Regions from separate parts of the Zea mays genome. Here region 1 is linked to region 2. Evidence: chromatin contacts called from public Hi-C data. All regions are on one chromosome and are shown on one strand. Each heading gives the region's core, a stretch centred on a gene start, on an enhancer-like site or on the middle of the called end of the contact. The rest is flanking DNA. Distances are from core to core; before and after follow the strand shown.

Region 1 (2,700 bases), core at 64-2,563, 520 kb after region 2:
AATATGTCCTAATTACAATTTAAATGAGGACAGAGATCTCCGTCGGAGATTTATCTCCGCGGGGTACGGAGATGATGAAGAAATATCTATCGCAGACGTTCATAGGATTTCTATAGAGAACTTTTTTTTCGTCACAGAGACAAGGATGAAGAGCTATTTCCGGACGGAAAATTCGCTGTTGTCATCCCTATCCTCAGGGTCAGGTTAGCTTTGTATGCGTTTGGGTTGCCATCATTGATGGAAAAAAAGCTGGATAAGCCCCCTTGCACGTTGGCCAGACTTTAGTATGCCAACCCGAGCAGATTAAAGCAGCTAACCAAAAGGTCGTCTAACCTTTGCACACACTTTAACCTAATCGCTTGTGTGATATATATATAGGTTCCCGATGTTTGACCAGTGCATATGCATGGGCTCGGCAGCTCTGAGAAGCGCACATGGATGCGATGCATCTCACAAGAAATGCTCAAATCCGCCTGTAAACGCAACAAGATCCTCTGCAGCTACTCCTCACATGTAGGTGAAGAGAGGATCTGCTGGTAACTACTGACGCCATTGGATGAGACAATGCACTAAGTTGCAGGGCAAAAGACAGCCAAATGTATAGTACAAAATGACCTGATGCACTCGTAGGGATGGAATACAGATTCCATGATAATGTAGTGAAAAAAAAGGCAAGTTGATGAGATAGTTAGTTGCACAAGGCGAAATGCATGCAAAAGGGACCACTTATCTGCAGCGCCATTACCTTTTTTTAGCCCTTGTAATTAGCATCCAAAAACTGTACGTACTAAACTTCAGTCCGAGATTCAAACAGGCGCTTAGGAAGCTATGGCTGGCAGATGCGGTGTCCACTTTCTCTGTCCAAAACTTCGGTAGAAAATTGCCCGTCCATACATATCTGTAGTGTAGCTGCTTGGAGAATCTGAAAATGGCAGCTTTCACAGCAACGAGCAGTAGGCTACCTTCATCAACTTATCCATCCATATTTAAACTTCAGTATGTAAACAGCGTAAGACAATAAGCTTGGATAGACTGATGCAAACTTGGATAGAACCCATTATAATAAAAACCACTGTGATTACAACAGATGTTTATCTTACCTATCAAGTTCACAGAATCACAGAGCAAGTTAAGTTCTTGGACCAGGCACATGCCGACGCCCCCGGCCACCGGGACGACGGCGGCGGAGATCGGAAGAGGCGTTCCATCATATCCGCCGGAGCATCTTCCTCGCCGCCGCAGGCTGGGGCGGTGGCTGCCATGGCGTCCGCGAAACGTTATTGGGCTGCCCATCTGGAGCTACGATGCCCCAATAAGAGCCAAACTAAGCCCACGATGATATGATATATAAAAAAAGACTACACTCTAGTCGGTTCCTCCTCGAACTGTGGCCTAAGCTTTTTTTTTTTCTCGTGAGCTAATCTGGTTGCGAGGGAATCTCGCTGCCGACAGAATTTGAGTATTGTGCATATTACGTATAGAGAAAGATAAAATGGGTCTATATGGTTTAAGATCTACAAAGTGACATATTCCTACTGTCACAACGAATCGACCAATTATGTGTTCACGTTGATTTTGGATGGTTTTCGCTTGAGTGATTTTCATAAAAGCTAGCAAAAAGACTGGACGTTTGACAGTTCACAGCAACTTCTGATAGTCAAAATCAGCAAAAAAGCTAAAACAAACATGACCTATTTTACCTCTCTAAACTTCTAAAGCCATACAGATCTCTTTTTGACCCTAGCTTGCTGTGTTTTTAAGGTGGTTTTAACTTTAGAACTATTAGAATGTTCTAGAAATGTTCTTTTTTAGATTTTTTTTTCCTATTTTCAGAGCTAAATTGTTGTTTAAAAGTACCTAGAGATCGGTATATTCATAAGCTCTAGATATTTTATTTGGACCCAAATTTTCTCATTTTTTATAAAGATGTAGACTCATTTTTTGTGGTTTGAAAATGTCATCAAGTATTTACCACTAGCAGAGTGCTCGTACGTTGCTATGGTTTTTATTTATATTTAAATATACAATATAAAACATAAAAATATGTGTGCACTTTTGGCTAGTTGGGTATGAATAAGTTTAGAGCATCAGCCATGGTTCAAATGTCTATTTGTGCATATTTTTTATCTTACTATTTAAATATGGGGTAGCATGATAAGGCAACTCCAGCAACGTCGTGTATGCAAACATGTATAATATTGCTTTTTGCATTGTAGATGTATTGTTTGTAGAAATGAGTTTAAAATAGTGAGTGAGATAAGTAATGAGATATGTTGCCTACTGAAGATAGTCTAACGGTGGAAACCGTGGATTTAATATAGTAGAGAGAGATTTTTCTAAAAAGGAAGAAAACCATCTTCAAAACAACTCAGAAACTAGTGAGGATAACATTTAGTGGTTTTTAGAATTCAAAGGGTAAGATGTCTGGTTTTAGAGTTTTATGGCAATAGTACAGGGATATATAACAGATTTTTTCCATGATACTTAATTTGTAGAAAAAATATATTATATCTTACTAAATTATTATTATATTTTGATTTTTCTCCTTAGACTTTAAAAACATACATTTTACCACCTAAACTCTCAAGGCTATTTAAATTACCTCCATACCTTTAGATTTTTATGAGCGATAAATACTTGATAAGGTTTTTAAACCACAAAAAAATTCTACACTTTAAAATTTTAAACATATTTAGATAG
Region 2 (2,700 bases), core at 199-2,698:
TAGTTTGTTGAATTTATACTGAAATATACAAGAAGGTACAGGTTTGAAAACAAGGTGCCGGGCTAGAGTTCTGGATATCTCATAAATAATCATAGTCCGTGCAGTGTGATGAATAAATGAATAAAGTTTGGCGGTGCTCATTTAATTGCTCAAATAGCTACGATCGAGTGCTGTGGCTGACGCCCATATAAAAAATCGTCCATACCAGAGATGTACTCAAGCATGCACCCGCCAGCAAGGAAAAAACAATAAATTAAACAACTACCAATGCTTCAGGCATCATCTTCTCAACAACTCAATATTTATTTAATTTTTTCTCGAGTTTAATCATTGCCGTGAGTATTTTGTCATTCATGAAAGGATTATATGAGCTTTTGATCAACTATAAGGGCCTTTTAGGTAAGTGGCTAAATTATAGATTATCTGTATAACACCGACTCCCTTTGTCCACAAGACATTGTCATGGTAATATTTTGTCCTAAGTCAAATAAACTTAAGGTTGACTAATAAATTTGTCCATATTTTTCTCCGAAATAGTGTACTGCAAAAATATGTTCCAGGATAATCTAATAATGTTTATTTGGTAATATAGATATATGTATTTTTTTACATACATATACATAAGTTTAGACAAAAACTTGAATGTTTTGCTCTTTTAAACATGGAATATACAAATAACTACGGTGATTTGATACCCGGTGTCATCGCTAGCGATTTTCATAATGGATGGTCAACCTAATAGTGAGCGATCATGCGAATAAAAGGCCATGTTGGGTGGCTAACAAGGTGGCAACTACCAATCTAATCTTGCAAAGCTAATGTCACCTTGTACCATCTGCTACATGGATTCCCAACCCTACAAAGACTATTTGGCTGTCAAGTGTCAAATGTACTCTCCACGAATCATTAACCAGACAAGGACTCTCTAAGATACATCTCCAAGACTCTCAAGGCGTTGAAATCTTTGATCACATGGGTTTTCATTTCTCCTGTGGTTGAGGTTGAGAGGTTAAGGGAGAGAATGAGGGAGGGGAAGATGCATGTGGACAGTGGACTCCATGCTGGATTTTGCCAACGACTCAGTATGCATGTGAGATGGATGCTAACCTAAGTGTACTATGCAGTTTAATAAAGGGCGTTTGACATGTATAATTCAATCACATTTTATGATGATATAAAAACATGAAGGCACTACTAGTGCCCCTTTTTTCATTCTTTTTCCAAAGTAAACCAAGGTAGCTCAGGTCTACTGGTTAAGTGAGGGAGCTGAGGTTTCATTCTGGTGACCACTAGCGGTGTCGACACGGCGGGATGGCCCCACGTGGGCGCCAGCGGTGTCAGTGACGGAGAGCTCCTCAGATCTGAACTCCAGTGGGCGGCGACCCTTCACCGCGGAGGTTGACCCCCAAACCGCCGTCTCGCACTCTCCCGCCTCCCTATAACTAATCTCCTCCTTTCCACTCCCCGCCGCGCGAAACCACACGCGGCGGCCGCCTCCTCCACCACGCCGATGGCGACCCCTCACTCACCCAGACCCAGCTGAACAACTCCCTCCACCAAGCACACGCAAGCAGGAGAAGGAGCAGGAGCAGGAGCAGGAGCCGAGGGCGGCGACAGAGAATAGAGGTAGAGGAAGGCGATCGACGAGGAGCTCGGTCTCACCTGCTAGCGGCGGCGACCATGGACCGGATGCTGCTCGACCAGCTGGCCGGCGAGGCCCTGCGGGAGGTGCTGCACGCGGTGCAGGGCACCCTGTTCTGCCGCTCCACCGCCGAGCGCCTGCGCCGGAGCGTCGAGCCGCTGCTGCCGCTCGTCCAGGGCCTCGGCCCGCACAGCACCCAGCGCTCCGCGGGGGAGCTCGGCGAGCTCGCGGCGCGGGTCAGGGAGGCGCTCGACCTGGCGCGCCGCGCCGCCGCGTCCCCGCGCTGGAACGTCTACCGCGCCGCGCAGCTGTCGCGCCGGATGGAGGCGGCCGACCGCGGCATCGCGCGCTGGCTGGAGCGCCACGCCCCCGCGCACGTCATCGGCGGCGTGCGCAGGCTCCGCGACGAGGCCGACGCGCGCATCGGTCGCCTCGAGCGCCGCGTCGAGGAGATCGCCGCCGCCACCGCGCAGCCGCCGCCCCCCGCCCTCTCCGTCCCCGTCGCGCCGCCGCCGCACAAGGGCGTGCCCATGCCGATGGAGGCGCCGCTCGCTAAGCCCGCCTTCGTCGCTATGACGAAGGAGGTGCCGCAGCACAAGGGCATGGCTATGTCGGAGCCGGTGCCGGCGAAGGCGGCGCCCGCCAAAGCCGGGGTGATGGCCATGGACATCGCCGACGGACACGAAGACGCGGAGGGGATGGTTGGCGGCGGCGTCAAGGTGGCCAAGGAAAAGGTGAAGGAGATGGTTATGAGCGGCGGCGGCAGCTGGGAGGTGGTCGGGATCTCCGGCATGGGCGGCAGCGGCAAGACCACGCTCGCCATGGAGGTCTTCAGGGATCACAAGGTCCGAGGTAAGCAGAACATCGACCACCAGATCCAAACCTTCTTTTCCTTCAGTTCTTTCCAAATCCTGTGCAAAGGTCGCGTCTTTCACAGGAATCGTCCTGTCCTTCCCTGCAAAAATTGCATCTTCCCCATGAATAGTGGGTGCTAAATTCTCCAAATTGGCGGCATAGCATCGTAGGTGGTTGGTTTGCGTGCGTGTCGTGCAATTAGG

Evidence for each region. Hi-C and Micro-C count contacts between places; a contact is called where the count stands out from the background.
Region 1: a contact with region 2 is called in a Hi-C map of ear, with 2.7 times the contacts expected there. The contact joins the enhancer-like site here to the promoter of LOC103640507 in region 2. A contact is called at or near these places in 2 of 25 Hi-C or Micro-C datasets (bundle sheath and ear).

The regions. Positions count from the first base shown.
Region 1 is chr1:168,509,043-168,511,742 of Zm-B73-REFERENCE-NAM-5.0, forward strand. No RefSeq gene overlaps it. Among protein-coding and RNA genes, the nearest start is that of LOC100282568, 5.3 kb to the right of the region's middle. Within about 2 kb of position 1,314, at least 5 of the 20 cell types and tissues checked have an H3K27ac peak or open chromatin away from gene starts, as enhancers often do. A contact at or near this core is called in ear, where this site is marked.
Region 2 is chr1:167,985,798-167,988,497 of Zm-B73-REFERENCE-NAM-5.0, forward strand. LOC103640507 (putative disease resistance protein At5g47280) reads left to right here and starts at 1,449. Exons shown (of 4, transcript XM_008663275.4): 1 at 1,449-2,494. The coding sequence starts at 1,681.